Linked DNA regions of Mus musculus: regions 2 and 3 are each linked to region 1. Evidence: chromatin contacts called from public promoter capture Hi-C data. All regions are on one chromosome and are shown on one strand. Each heading gives the region's core, a stretch centred on a gene start, on an enhancer-like site or on the middle of the called end of the contact. The rest is flanking DNA. Distances are from core to core; before and after follow the strand shown. Region 1 overlaps Epb41l4b (erythrocyte membrane protein band 4.1 like 4b). Region 2 overlaps Ctnnal1 (catenin (cadherin associated protein), alpha-like 1). Region 3 overlaps Tmem245 (transmembrane protein 245).

The links. Capture Hi-C pulls out chosen DNA fragments and counts their contacts.
Region 2: a promoter capture Hi-C map of pancreatic islet shows a contact between it and region 1. The contact joins two enhancer-like sites. A contact is called at or near these places in 2 of 115 datasets of contacts at active chromatin or transcription factors (embryonic stem cells and pancreatic cancer cells) and 2 of 9 other capture datasets (liver and pancreatic islet).
Region 3: a promoter capture Hi-C map of pancreatic islet shows a contact between it and region 1. The contact joins two enhancer-like sites. A contact is called at or near these places in 2 of 39 promoter capture datasets (liver and second pharyngeal arch cranial neural crest), 1 of 484 Hi-C or Micro-C datasets (large pre-B cells), 1 of 115 datasets of contacts at active chromatin or transcription factors (embryonic stem cells) and 1 of 9 other capture datasets (pancreatic islet).

Annotation. Positions count from the first base shown.
Region 1 is chr4:57,067,645-57,072,801 of GRCm38.p6, forward strand. Epb41l4b (erythrocyte membrane protein band 4.1 like 4b) reads right to left here. Exons shown (of 25, transcript NM_001355492.1): 13 at 3,408-3,438; 14 at 661-694. Among named protein-coding and RNA genes, the nearest start is that of Gm34738, 20 kb to the left of the region's middle. Within about 2 kb of position 3,222, at least 17 of the 459 cell types and tissues checked have an H3K27ac peak or open chromatin away from gene starts, as enhancers often do. A contact at or near this core is called in pancreatic islet, where this site is marked.
Region 2 is chr4:56,844,745-56,849,901 of GRCm38.p6, forward strand. Ctnnal1 (catenin (cadherin associated protein), alpha-like 1) reads right to left here. Exons shown (of 19, transcript NM_018761.3): 2 at 3,066-3,255. Among named protein-coding and RNA genes, the nearest start is that of Ctnnal1, 18 kb to the right of the region's middle. Within about 2 kb of position 2,152, at least 46 of the 459 cell types and tissues checked have an H3K27ac peak or open chromatin away from gene starts, as enhancers often do. A contact at or near this core is called in pancreatic islet, where this site is marked.
Region 3 is chr4:56,906,810-56,911,966 of GRCm38.p6, forward strand. It overlaps Tmem245 (transmembrane protein 245), which reads right to left. Exons shown (of 18, transcript NM_001369260.1): 10 at 3,348-3,438. Among named protein-coding and RNA genes, the nearest start is that of Gm22300, 4.3 kb to the right of the region's middle. Within about 2 kb of position 2,977, at least 7 of the 459 cell types and tissues checked have an H3K27ac peak or open chromatin away from gene starts, as enhancers often do. A contact at or near this core is called in pancreatic islet, where this site is marked.

The DNA of each region.
Region 1 (5,157 bases), core at 1,972-4,471:
ACAAAACCATCTCTGGGCATGGTGGCCTGCGCCTTTAATCCCCAGCACTAGGCAGAGGCGGAGAGGCGGAGAGGCGGAGAGGCGGAGAGGCGGAGAGGCGGAGAGGCGGAGAGGCAGAGGCAGGTGGATCTCTGTGAGTTAAAGACTGGCACTCACTAGTCTACATAGTGAGTTCTACAACATCCAGAGCCAGACACCATCTCAAACAAACAAGCCTTCTTTCCTGGCAGTTTTCTCATTACTTTTGCCCCCCACCAGGCCCAGTCATGTCCAAGACGACAAATGAAGGAAGAAGTGGAGTCTCCCAAATCCTTGACCAAACTCTCCCCTGTGGATGCTTGTCTCAAGGGCCCGTGCTCTCAAGGTCTGCAGCACACTTCCACAAAGGCATGCACTTGAACGTTGCTAAGAGCTTGTGCCTGACCAACCAGAAACATAACTACACGTCCTTAGCACTCGCAGGTTAACAAGATTAAAAACAGGTACTTCAGATGCCTGGGAGGGAGCAGGGGCCAGGACAGAAGGATTTGTTTTTTAGAGTTTTCTGGAAGACAGCAGGAAGAACGAATCAAAACCTAACAAGCACATATTGTTCCTACATATCGCTCATCACACAAAATTCAGGACGCTTTTCCAAACATCTCAGACATAGCATCTCACCTGGTAATTGTGGACTTCAGGATTTGCTTTAGAGCTAGAAAGGAGAAGAAGAAAGAAAAACCATCATTTTTAAAGTTGTAAGGAGGCACGGATCTATTTGACAGCTGTTACAAATTCTACAGGCTCCCTACTCAAATAGGAATTTCTGCTTTGGGCACCAGAGCTTGCCAGAGCATACGTTAAGTGTATAATCAAGGAAACCACAGAACCAACTTTCACTCTCCACTTTAAGCCTCACCAGCGTAAACATCCCAGGAACATGCCCGGGTGCAGCTGTGACCTGTGGGTTTCCATGCAGAGGCAAATCAAGCAGCTTCAGGTCCTAGTGCAGGAGCTCCCTGGCACTGCCCCGGAGGCTACAGCTCGAGTTCTGCTTCTTGCAGCAGGAGGAAGAGGTACCAGCTCTTCAAGATACCTGCCGCAGCACATGGGTCCCTCGCACATACTGACCCTGCTGCTGCTCTGGGCACTGGTGCTGAATGTCTGTTCATTCAGGCCAAGCCTCTATCCTGTTATTATTTAATCTCCATAAGAGATTGATGGCGTGCAGGATGCTTCCTACCACCTCAATTCACAGGCAAAGGAAGAGTTGCTTAAGAGAGACTGAGAAAACTTACTGAGGATCACTGGCCACTCAGTGGCTAAGCCAGGGTTGATTCAACATCTGCTCAGACCCAAAGCCTATTTTCTTCCCACCAAATTCATAAGCAAGAAATACTGTAGTTTACCACCCTCTGAGAATTAAAAGCAATCCGAGGGTCTGTGGAAACATTCAGGACTCAAGTGTGATCCAATTTGATTAGAATCTTAATTAGAACTAGGTTGGCAAATATATAAACATATATACACACATAAATATATGGGTGTGGAATGTATGTATATGCACAGAGAGGCATATAGACAGACACACATAGAGAAACAGAGATCTGTTGCATAAGACACAAACTCAGCACCTATCGGAAACCTCCGAAGCTCAGAGCAATTACTGAGCAGTCACCGTTGCTAGGGTGGCTGCTAGGGTGACATGCCTGGAATCAGGGTTTACTGTCTTTCTAACAGTAGGAGGGGAGGGAGGCACCTTTGTTCGGAGTCTCACACCAGGTCTGCAGTTAGTCTTCAGAGAGGCCTGGCAGAAAAGCCAGGCTGTGATCCAGACCTCCTAAGCCGGACCTCGGCAGGTGGATAAACTGGTCTACAAGGTGCTGTTTTTCCAGCAGTCATCTGCAGTTCCCAGCACAACTCCATCCATGGTCCCCCCTAGCAATTCCACACCAGGACCCCACAGGCTGGAAAGAGCCATTAAACAGCCGCCAACGGTGGTTATTAACTCATTTGTTCCTAAAGGGTATATTTACTGACAACTTTTGTATGTGTGTGTGGTGATTTTTTTTTTAATGTTTGTTTTCATTCCCAATATATAATCTCCCCCTAGATTCTGAGGGAAATGTCACCTTATCAGGGAGACATAAACAAAACAATCATCTCCTAAGAAAGCAAGCAATACTGTAGCTTCCACTCCACTCCCAAGAATTAGAAGCAGAACCTGACTGAAAGAATGTCACAGGGCTGGAGAGATGGCTCAGTGGCTAAGAGCACTGACAGCTCTTCAAGAGGTCCTGAGATCAATTCTAGCAACCACATGGTGGCTCACAACCGTCTGTAATGGGATCTGATGCCCTCTTCTGGTGTGTCTGAAGACAGCTACAGTGTACTCATATAGATGAATCTTAAAAAAAAAAATGTCAGGAGTTTTCAGCACACTATCTGCAGAGACCCTGACTGCTAGAGCCCCCCCCCCCCCCGCCAAGACATAGAGCACACATGTGTATATATGTTTTCATATGGTGCAGGGTTTTCTTGCCCAATAGGGACATCGTCAGGTAGTTCCAGACACAGGCAGGACCAGGAACACCTGTGCTGGAGAAGAAGCAGCTGATTCCATCCACGGATCAACTATGGTGGACTGGTACTTATGAATAAAGTTTTATTAACAGCCATACTCACTTGTTTACATAGTGTCTACAGCTGCTTCACTGTTGCTACAGCAGCACTGAATATTTCTGAAAGAGATGTCGGAGCCTAGAATTCAAAATATTTTCTACCTGTCCCCCGGTAAGAAGCCTGCAACGTCCCACACTGGAGATTTTCAGTCTTGTGGCACAGTTTCCACAGAAGCTCTGTATGTGGTTTATTTACGGCTTATTATTACATGCCTATGTGCATGATGTATATGCACGCCATGGTGCCCGTGTGGAGGTCAGGTCTCTCTTTCCACCTTTACATAGGTTTCAGGATTTAATATGAGTCCCAAGGCTTGCATGGCAAGCGCCTCTACCCACTCGGCCATCTCGCCAGCCCCTCCGGTGGTGGCCAGTGTCTCCTAACACCTGCTAGCCAATGGGTACAGCAGCACCTGTTGCCCAGGAGGGTGGTGTTCAGTCCCTGCCTTTGCCTGCCACACCATTACTGCACATGCTGCATGCATGCCTGCCACCTTACCACTGCGACAACAAACAGAGCTCTGTGCTACTCAAACAAAGCAGCTGTTTTGCAACAAGAAAGCCTTGGAACATTCTGTTGTGTGCTTATTGACAGCTGGGAGGATGGGGCAGCCAGGCAGCAGTACAGGGAGAAAGAGTTATCAGGTGAGTCACCTGGGTTTAATTGTATTAAGGAGAAAGTCAACACTGCAAACAAACACGGTAATTAGAGGGGGGAGCTGTGCTGAGGCGGCTGGGGGTACTTACCAGAGCTGAGCAGCAATTACTGGGTTGCTCGCTGTAAAGGCAGAATAGAAAGTTATGCAGAACTTTCCAACATTCACCCTGAACTAACACACAGAGATACTGGACAGGGACATCTCTCTCAGAGTACACTCCTCATCTCAAGCTGGGCAGCCCTCAACTCCAGCTACTTTTTCCCTGATGACCTGAACAGCCCTCTCTCTACCTTGTGTTGCTTCGTCTAGGTTTCTAGGCAACTCTCAAAGCAGGCTCCCAGGACTGGGTGCACTGGTATGCAGGCACACTGGAGACAACCACAGGTGAGCCCTTGCTCCTGAGGAGAATTCAGTCTGGGATGGAAAGGCAGTATAACAGGATGAAGGATGAAATACCAGCAGGCATTTATGGAAGGACTTAGAGTGGGCATTTTTATTGAGGCAGAGCCTGCATGAAAGGGGCAAATATTTATTCAACTATACTTCAATTTACATTTCTTCGTTTTGTGTGATGCTGGAAATTGAACCCACAGCCTTGCTACCACTGAGCTATATCCCCAACTCCCCCTCCCCCTCCCCACACACTTTTCCTTTGACAGGGGCAGAGTTTTATGTTGCTCAGGTTAGCCTCAAAGACTATGCAGGTGAGGGTGACCTTGAACTTCTGACTCGCCTGCCCTCAGCCTCCCAAGAGTTGTGATTATAGGTTTATGCAAAACTGGGGGATCAAATCTAGGGGTTTCATCTGTGCTAGGCAAGCACTCTACCATGCAAGCCTATACCCCCCACCCCCACCCCCGGCTCTCCTTGCTTCCTTTCAAGAAAGGCATGCCAGGGGAAAGAATCATTCAAAGCTTCACAAAGATGATACCAGGCCTCTAGCTAGAAAAACCATCAATAAAATAAATGAAGAAGGAGGATCTAGAGGCCAGAAAGGAGGGTGAGAGGGGGTCTCGGAACCAGAGTCTAGAACAGCCCCAAGCTACCCACTGGGGTCCTGCCATATGTTCCACTTCTACAGCTACACCAGATGCTTGCTCCCCTTGTGTGAGCACACACTGTGGGGACTGGGTGCTTACAGCTATATATCAAAATAGTGCTTTTTCTTTAGAAAGCTATTCCCAGGACTGGTCTGTTTCTAGGCCCCTGTAATACAATGGACAACCTCCCCAGGCACACCCGACCCACCCCCAAGTGTAGTTCTGCTAATGGAGGCAAAGGCTCTGCAGGAGTTCTCAGCCCTTGCTGTTCCCTTAGACACTGCTGCAGTCACCTTCATCCCTTTGAGCATGTTCCCATTCCCTGGCCCTTCCTAGTTAAGGCCACATTTTCTGGATTCTCCTCCACTAAAGCAGCCAAGGATGACTGAAGACCTGTTGACTGTCATGCTACTGAGCTGTTGGCTCATAAGAGAAGGGAACAGGGTGGAGGGAGAAAAAGGCTGAAGATTCTAGGAGGCAAAGGTATATAAGCAAGGCTCCACAGAGGCCCATTAAATCCCAAGATATGCACAGAAAACTGTCCAGAATAGTCCTATCTAGTATAGGAGGTTAGCAGAGGCCATATGTGATGGCCTTGTTGTAAAAAAAAAAAAGCACAAACAATTTAGAGCTACCTGGAATGTATCAGACAGAGTAGCAATCCATGTAGAGAGATGAGCTATGCAGAGCTCCAAGCTAAGATTATGAAATCCAGTTTAAATAGAATCAAGTCAGGAATGCTCATGGACTGTCTGATACACTCTGCTGGTTTCAGGCCCGACACAGGTGTGAGCCAGC
Region 2 (5,157 bases), core at 902-3,401, 220 kb before region 1:
AGAAGCAGCTCTGCCTCGGAAGGCGCCTAGGATGCTTTTTAGCAAAGCAAAAACAAAGCAAACAACAACAAACAAAAATGTACACTCTCAGAACCAAGGCAAACTCTGACTCAGTCAAAAATACAATTTGTCTTTCTTGTAGTTTGGGCAACCACACAATCTAAAGGCTGCTTCTCTGCAAGACAAAAGAAAAGTCCCAAGAAGCAAAAGCCAAACCTTAAATCCAGAGCAGTGAGCAGGACACAGTGCCCAGGCCTTGGGGTAGGGGTGGGGAAGGCGGGCAGAGGGAGGTGCGGCAGGGAGGGAGGGGAACTGTCAATCACTACACCTGAAGAAACGTGGGTTTGGAAGGACACTGACTGCTCTTCTGAAGACCCTGAGTTCAAATCCCAGCAACCACATGGTGGCTCACAACCATTCATAATGAGATCTGGCGCCCTCTTCTGGTATGTCTGAAGTCAGCTACAATGTACTTACATATAATAATAAATAAATCAAAAGTAAATAAATAAATAAATGTTGTCTTTAGTATAAGAGTTGCCTTGGGGGCTGGTGAGATGGCTCAGTGGGTAAGAGCACCCGACTGCTCTTCCGAAGGTCCAAAGTTCAAATCCCAGCAACCACATGGTGGCTCACAACCATCCGTAATGAGATCTGACTCCCTCTTCTGGAGGGTCTGAAGACAGCTACAGTGTACTTACATGTAATAAATAAATAAATAAATCTTTAAAAAAAAAAAAAAAAAGAGTTGCCTTGGTCATGGTGTCTCTTCCCAACAATGGAAACCCTAACTAAGACCCACTCTAACAAAAATATTTACTGAGCTGCCATACAGAAAACAAGTCTTAGCAGGGAGTCAAGCAAAAAGTAAAGAGAGACCAGAGAGAGACTAAGATGCAAGAATCATGACGTGAAAACGTGGTAAACACGTATTCATGCCGAGTGCACACACACATCATATAACAATCCTCCACAAATAAGACCAGTGCCATGCTCCCATGAGAACGTGGCTTGCCCAGTGTCTCCCGGCCTGGTGAAAAAGGTCAGACTGGAATATAACAGTTAACCTGAAGCACTCACTAGGTCTTGATCACTGCTTCGTAGTCTTGCCCTCAAGCACATGCAAGCTGCCCAGGAGAAAGAGGCCATTAAGGGCTGAGTGAGCCAAAGGCCCTCAGGACTGGTTCACAGCGCGTGTCAGTGAAAGGTCCCTATTTACCTGCAACTTCAGGAGGTGTCCGGTTGGGGTGGGGCTCCTCATGGAGTGATTTAGAAGAGATGGTATGTGAGGCTCATGCCACCGGAGGGGACCTGCCTGATCCTCTGCTGGAGCTATCTGCGCATGCCTGCTCATACGACTCACTTCCTCCCCTCCCCCAACCCCTGCCCTCACTAAGCACAAGGAGACAAGGCTAAGGGACCATAGGACCTCATGCTGTTCTTTCCCTGTAAATCCCACCCCCCCTCCCCGCCCCGCCCCTCTTGCTTTCAGCAAGGGCTGCTAACAGGAACAATTCGAGACAGTCTTTCTGCTCTCTCTGCATTGCCCACTGTATTCTATAACAAGCTGTATAAGTGCCCAGAGAATAACGTGGTGCCAGGAAAACAGGATTCTCCTCTTACGAACTGGTTTGTTGCCTCTCAGCAAACAATGGGGGTTATATAACCCTTTCTTTCTCCCATTTTCGTCTTGCTTTCCAGGAAGTACAAAGATAAATTTACTACTTAGTTAAATATTCATCTTTGCCAAAGATTCTGGTATATTTTTTTCTCTGATTTTAATAGATTCACTTGACATGTCTTTTATTATGGCCCACTTCAAATCCTTTTTTATAATGGAAAAAAAATATAAACTACAAATAAAGTGAGGCCATCTCCTCTGCGTCCCACATAAAGCTGTTCCCTAAACCAACAAACGGCTAGAAGCCCAGAGTCCTCCCTCTCCTGTAGCTAAGAGCTACATCGTGTCTATCCAGCCACATCAGCAAGTATGCTCTCTGTTGTTCCTGCTCTCTGTAGCCCTATGGCACTGTCTGCATTTAGCTGTTTGTATGTAAACGCTTCACATGGCGTCTCCCTGCCTTCATCCTTCACCCTCTCTCACCCTCTCTTCTCTGCATCACCGACCTCAGTCAGTATGACATGTCAACGTTCTAACTGTGAACTGTTGTGAATGAGTCCTGTGTTTCAGGCTTAGGACTGGAGTCAGAAGGAGCCCCACCATTCCTAAAAGCCAACCCACGTCATTAATATTCTAGGATTTTTTTTTTTATGTTTTTATTTTTTGTATTTTGAGACAGGACTCCTCTGTTTTAGCTCTGGCTGTCCTGGAACTCTAAAGCAGGCTGGCTTCAAACTCACAGAGTGGGGGTGGGGGTGGGGTGAGGGATTAAAGGCATGCACCACCACCTTCTGGCTGGATAGCTTAACTCAAAGTAAACCTAAAGTGTTTTGTCAGGGATGTAGCTTGGTAGTGCTTAGCATAAAAAACAGCCCTGGGTTCAATCCCCAGCATTTTAGAAAACAAATTCCTAAGTTTTCCTGGGTGTAGTGGTACACAGCTGTAACCCTAGCATTTGGAATCCAGAAACAAGAGGATCACTCCAAGTTAAAAGCCAACCTGGTTTACACAGTGAGTTCCAGGATAACCAGGCTACCTGGTGAGACTGCCTCAAATTAAATAAATAATAAAAAAATACTTGCCATAACATTTGGAATAATGAAATAGCAATAGTCTCTAAAATAAATATTTACAGCTGGGAGCAGTGATGTCACCCATTCTACCAGCACTTGGGAGCCTGAGGCAGGAGGACTCCGACTGTGTTTGAGGGCAGCCTGGGCTAAGCGTGAGACCTGCCTCAAGAAGGAAATGAGAGCTGGGTGTGGACTCAAATGGCTTGCCAGAGGCAGAAGCAGAGTTCAAAGCCAGCTAGGCCACCAAAAGGAAGTTCCAGGTCAGCAAGGACTTTGCCTCCTAAAACAAACAAACAAACAAACAAACACACACACACACACAAAACAAACCAGCAAGCAAGCAGCGGAACACAAGGTGGATACACAGGTACCTGCTTGCTTGGCTTCGATGCAGGCGATGTTAATTTCTTCTTTCAAATCCCAGTTTTCGTTGGCTATAGCTTCCCCTACTTTAACAAATCTTCCAACTGCCAAGTTGACCGCTTGTCCCACACGCTGAATCGCTTGCAGGGTTTTATCAGACTTTTTGGTATTATCTTTATGGTTTATAAGTGTGGTGATCTGAAAATTAAAAAAAAAAGAAGAAGAAGAAGAAGAAACTTTTACCTCAATACTTAAAAATAAATAAATAAATAAAACTTTAAAAAAGATATCACAAAGACCAAGAAAATTAAACCCAGCATATCAGACCAAGCAAATCATTCGCCTTAGACCTTGCAGGCCAGGGGCCAGGAAGCAGAGCATCTTGCATCATTTCCCAGGACAATGCTTCTATTAATTGTGATTACAAGTTCACCTGAGGGCAGTAATCTGGGACATACACTTCCAGAGACTCTCCAGATCTTCCAACAAATCTTCAAGACTTGAGAACACGGCAGGGCAAATCACCGGCTCACAGCACACATTTTCCTCGGTTCTACCTAAGCTGCTCTGCATAAAGGCACCTCTCACCGCATTCCACTCCACTGCTCACACAGTAAATGGGTTATACATAATGGCACGTGTGCACTGGAGGTGTAGCTTAGTGGCAGAGCACTGGCCTGGCACATTTGAGGTCCTTGGTTCGATCCCTAGCAATGTAAATTGATACTTGACCACACAAGTTTACTGAACTCACTGACAGCTTTTGAATGACCAGTGCTACCCGGGCAGTAGTGGCACACGCCTTTAATCCCAGCACTTGGGAGGCAGAGGCAGGAGGATTTCTGAGTTCAAGGCCAACCTGGTCTACAGAGTGAGTTCCAGGACAGACAGAGCTATACAGAGAAACTCTGTCTGAAAAAACAAAAACAAAACAACAACAACAAAAAACAGTGCAATCTAGTCCTTCAAGCCCCCAAATACATGATATACCAAGAGTTCTATCATTTAGTTTTAAGCCCTGAAGTAAAATATAAAGGGTGACATGTATGGATCATTAAAACAAATGAGAATCTTTTAAATGTCTTAGAAAAGTAACACATGTACAATTTGCACATGCAAAGTATTTATTTTAAAATGTTAGCTGAAAAACAGATACCAACTACTAAATGTATACTGAGTTTCTTTTTGAAATAATTTTTATGAAATGATAACAAAGTCTCAAACAAAACACTGGATGGCTCAAAAAGTAATGGAGCACTGGTTAAGAGCACTGCTGCTCCTCCAGAGGACCTGGGTTCAATTCCAAGCACCCACATGGCAGCTCACAACTGTCTGTAACTCCAGTCCCAGGGATTCAACACCCTCTACTAGCCTCTGTGGGTACCAGATACACAAATGGTGCACAAACATACATGCAAGAAAATATCCACATACATAAAATAAAACTTAGACTTTAAAAAGACCCAAAACAGAATAAGAGGAAAGCATTGTGTAGCAAGCATTTTTTAAGTTAGGGTATTAAGAGCTTAGGATTAATGGAAATGTCTAACTTTGAACCTTGGGGTTGCTGGCACCAGGAGGGATGAGCTAAGTGATGCAGAGAAATATATCAATGCCCCTAATTTATTTTTGTGTATGTGTACGTGTGTTCGTATGTGCACACGTATGTGAGCATATGTGTTGAAGCCAGAGGCTGATTTCGGGTATCTTCCCCACTGACTCTCCACCTCATATTTAAGACAGGGTCTTTCACTGAACCCAGAGTATTCTTCAGTTAGACTGGCTGGCCAGAGGGCTCTAAGGATCCTTCTGTCTCCATCCTCCTCCTTAGCACTGGGACTCCAGATGTGCACCAACCACTGTATCTGGTTTTTAACTGGTGCTGGGATCTGAACCCAGTCCTTCTGCTGGTGGTGCAGGTGCTGTCCTCACTGAGCTATCTCTCCCAAGCCCTGCCACTAACTATTTTCATCTACAGCATTGTTTCAGTGCAATATTTCAAAACAAATGTTTAGTATCTGTTAGATACCAAGACCTCAGTGTGTGGTGGCTTGAGTAAGTGTGTTGCTCATAGACTTGTATTTGCATGCTTAGTCCCAG
Region 3 (5,157 bases), core at 1,727-4,226, 160 kb before region 1:
CTTGCTCAATCCCTAGCACAGGCCAAAAGGGGGGGGGGGGGCACTTAAGAGATTTTGATTTTTGTATGTATAAGTGTATGGGCATACATATGCACAAATGAGTGTCAAAACCAACGATGGACACCGCGTGTCTCCCTCAGTCATTTTCCACTTTACTTTTTGAGATAGAGTTTAAATTAACCTTGAGCTCACCAGATTCAACTAGACTGGCCAGTCAGCAGCCCAAAGATGTTACTGCCTCTATTTCTCAGCACTGGGATTGCAACACAGGGATTACCTGTGGCTGGCTTTTCTTTTGTTCATTTGTTTTGAGATAAGATCTTTCTCATTTGTAGTCCAGGCTGGCCTCCAACTCACAGAGCCCCACCTGCTTCTGCCTGTCCTGGGGTTAAAGATGTGGGCTGAGCTTCATTTACATAGGTGCTGGGGAACAAACGCAGGTCTTCAGGCTTGCAAGACAAACTGCCAAATACTTTACAAACTGAACCATCTCCCTAGTCTCAAAACAACTTTATTTTATTTTATTTTATTTTTTGGTTTTTCATGACAGGGTTTCTCTGTATAGCCCTGGCTGTCCTGGAACTCACTTTGTAGACCAGGCTGGTCTCGAACTCAGAAATCCACCTGCCTCTGCCTCCCGAGTGCTGGGATTAAAGGCGTGCACCACCACGCCAGGCTCTCAAGACAATTTTAAAAGACAAGCATTGGATTGTAGTTCCATTTTCTTAAAATAACTGCTTCCATTTTCCCATTTTTTTCTATAACTTCCTATCCATTCACAGAGATGAAATATAAAATCTGTGTTTTTTTAATCATAAGCATTTCTATCTCTAGTGTTTGTCACCATCTTACATTCAATGGTGTTGTGTTCATTTATTAAATTCACTGCACTTAGTCACTACTCACAGGAGGATATATAAACAGTCCCAATTTTTAAGGCAGTCAGCATCTTCACATATGGTTCACGATTCGTATCCCCAGTGTAAACTGAAGAGTCGTCAAGGCAAGTAATGGAGTGCTGTGCACTGGCCAACAACGCTCTAAGGAGTTGTGTAAGTACTGCTTTGGAGTACTGCACAGGACACCACTTTCCCCAAGGCAGTATGAACTAACTGAAAGCCTTAAAGATAATTCAGCAGGCTTTAAGTGGAAACCGTTATTTGTTCTTCATTCCTTTAATGATGAAAGGCTAATTCTCCAAACTGGTTGACAATATGCATTTAGGTACTTCTTTGCCCACATGATGTTGGCCTTATAAATACCTGAACCAGTTATATCTGGTACAAACCGCTTATAAAAGTGGTTTGCTCATAAGCTAGACACAAATTATTCATAATAAATATAAAAGCCAACTATCTCTGAAAAACATTTTATTTTTCAGGTTAAAATGTTGTGACATTTATCAGTATTTCTTCAAACTTACTACCTTAAAGGCCAACACTCAAAGGCTGTTCTATGACCTCCACACATACAGCCGCCTACCCACCTACACACATCTATACCCTCTATCCCCTTCACACAAGAAAGCACACATAGTCAATCACATACACCATTCACACACACGTCACACTTGAAATAAATTTACCACATCAGGCTGATCTATATAACAGCTAATGAACAACTGATGGCTAATATATACTCCCCTTCTGTCTTCTAAGTCAGAACCAAAAACATTTCCTGACTTTTGATCCCAATGTCCTCATTTTTTAGGCTCTTGAACAAGAGGTTACATAGTTATTTCTTTTCTGTAAGTAGCCTGAAATTTATTTTTTAATCTAAGATGTAAGGTGTAGTATTCACCAAAATTCCTTTTATCTTCTTACCTAAAAGGCAAGAATGTCAGAATAAAAATTTCTCCAATAAATAAATCTGAATAAAATGCTATGGCTTTATCAAAATAACACATTTATAGAAAGCTGCAAGCTCTTTGCAGAAGCTGACTCTTCCTCCCACGACAGTTCAAAGATCTATACACACATACTTATCTCTTGCTTGTTCAATTTTTTTCCAATATCATCATGTGCCAATTGATCAAGCGTCTTGGACAGACATAATAAACCTGAAAGACAAACCTCTCAACTCTTAGTGAGTTCTTTTTCATAACTTGGGGTGTTACTTTTTTGCGTTTGTTTTTCGAGACAGGGTTTCTCTGTGTAGCCCTGGCTGTCCTGAAACTCACTCTGTAGACCAGGCTGGCCTCGAACTCAGAAATCCGCCTGCCTCTGCCTCCCGAGTGCTGGGATTAAAGGCCAACACTGCCTGGCTATTTTATTGTTTTTGAAGATTTGTTTTATTGTATGAGTGTTTGGTGCTTGCAGAGGACAGAAGGTGCCAAATCTTCTGAAACTAGAGTTACAGAAGGCCGTAAGTCGGTGTGCAGGGGCTGGGAGCCTAACCCAGTCCTCTGCATGAGCAGGGCGTGCCTATCTCACGCTACCTCTCCAACCCCCTTTTTTTTGAATTTTAAAAAAGAACTTAATTGCTTGTACAATTTTGGGGGTACACATTTCAGAGCCTTCAATCTTGTCAATCCTAACTACTTAGTCATATTAAGGCTGAAAATTAACTATATGCTCTGGGCAATATTAGGGGAGGGATACGTCCCAACTCCAGACAGAGAAAGTTATTCTTTAAGTCCAACAACTGTGTCTTCCCTCTCACTCTCTCCCTTCCCAAGGCCCCACCCCTTTAGTCAAGTTCATCTCAAGCACGAGCACCCTCGTGCCTCTGGATCTTCACTCCACAGGTAACTGTTTAGAGCTACACTCTTCCTTGGTCTGCCAGTCCTCCTAGGGTTATTCTCAAGCACCACCCTAAAGCACAGCCAGAAACAGCCAGAAAGCTACATCAGAAAGAAACAAGGATGTAAAGTTAGTCACCAGTGTGAGGCAAATTCATCACACGGCCATCTGGATCTGCTGAGCCTGCTAAGCCTGTTTTCTCACCTGGAAGTGATAAAACACCTCACAGTGCAACGGGGAACTTGGGCTGTTAAATGAACCTGGAAACTGCCAGGCACAGTAAGCAGCAGATACAGGGCTCTGTGTGTTCGCACAATTTCTTTTTCCTCCACATGGTCTTATTTGACCAGTTAGGTTCTGTGATCATTCTATCCTAATGCACAAATAACTCAGAAAGCAAGCAAGCAGTCAACCTCTCTAGACTGTCCAGTGCACTGGCACTGTTCCGTGTTACGTTCTGAGAGTTTGCTCCACTTTATGGCACTTGCCTATCTATAGATGTAAATGTATTTCAAAAACAGAATCTCTGCATATCTTCTATCAAAGGAAGAAGTTGCTCCTGTGAAAATCCTGCAGAGAAAGGCACAAGAAAGGCTCATTTCTTACCTTGTGAGTTATCCATTCCCGTCCATACTGGTACACATTGTTTGCTGCTGAATTAAGAGCTCTTTGGACCACCTGAGCCTCAGGAAGCCAACTGACAGAAAAGAGAAAAAGAGAAAATGGAAAGAGTCCATTTTCAGTATCTTCTTCTAACAAGGCTTTGAACTAAAGCTACCAACAATGAATTATTGACGGATCACTAACACGGAGAACATCTGATGCCAGGCCTGAAGATCCTGACCTTGACTCAGAGGCTCTGCACTCTACTCTCCCTGACAGCCTCTTTTCCATCCTCTTCTGTCCGTTTCTCTGGTCACACGTGTCCTAGCTCACCTGCCCAGTCAGCAGAGAGGACATGATTCCGGAGCACTGAGACACTCAATATCCAACAAGATTCCCAAGTATGGGTCATGGACAACCAGCTCCCAACCTTCCCGGGAGCCCATTAAGAAATGAAAATGCTTGAGCCCAGTTCCAGACCTACTGAAAGATAAATGTGTACCCTAAGAGACCCTGCAGATGTCCGAGATCCATACATCTACGGAAATGTGGAACCAAAGAATCCAGGAATTAAAAGGATGAGCTAATTATTTTCAATCTTCCATCCACCCATCTCTTCATGTGGAGTCTCTTCACAAAGGTCCAGACATACTGAAAACTGTAGTTTTCAAGTTTCATTTGTTCTACAGTAAGAAGTCTCCCCTACACCTCAACCAAGAAGCCTTTTCATCTACATAATGCTTTCCAAAACCCAGAAATACTTTCTATATCCCCGAGACTGTCAATCAGTGTTAAACACCTATAGGTACAATGTTATTATGCCCTGTGTAAAGATTATCCTTGTATTATTCAAATGCCAATTTGTGTGTGCCCATATCATTTTGAGACTCTTCTCTCTCACTGTTCCCCATTATTCCCTGATCAGTCAATAAAGCTAGCTGACCAGCCAATGACTGAGCAGGGGAAAGAATAGGTCTGAACTTCCTCACAGCGGGTGTGTGTGTGTGTGTGGTGTGTGATATGCAGAGAGAGGGCAGACAAAGAGACAGAGAGATGGGAGAGGGAGAAATAGCCATGGGGAGAGAAACCAGGAGACACCATGAGAAAACAGTTTGAGCAGAGAAAGCCATAAAATTCAAGAATCTCTGGGATTCTGGCTAGAGTAGCTTAGAGGATTAAAACAGAGTAGTACTGTTCAGTTATAGCTTAGTAAGTAAATATAATGCTCCAGGCTTAATTACTGGGAGCAGGCTGGGTTAAAAGAAAAACGAACACTTCACAAAAACTGTCATTAACATATACCAAATATCAAACCTCACAAATTTAGTAGGTCTGGTTTCAATTATCTAATCATGCTGAAAGGCCAAGGCAACAATACCTGGGTTTTTATTTTTCTGAGGCTCAAATATGATACATGCTACCAAGCTGGCCCATGAAATGAGTCAAAACACTATTAACAGCCTCAGTTCTTAGCAGCTTCATGGACTGTGTACATACAAGATGATCATATCAAGAAAACTGATTGCTGTCAATAGCCACACAAGTTACGATGTCTGGAAAAATGTTCTTTCATAAGGAGAAAAGAGTAGTAAAATATGTCAATAAATTACAAGGTATAGCCAGGCATCAGGAGGACATGACTGAATTCTCAGTACTTGGAAATCTGAGGCAAGAGTGGGTGTCTCTGAGTGTTAGGTCAGTCTGACCTTCACAGCCATATCAGAAACTGTCTCTAATTTGAAGTACTTCCTCAACACAGTATTCCAGTTATCAAAGCTTTGGCAAACCATATTCTTCTCTTCTAATGTAGCGC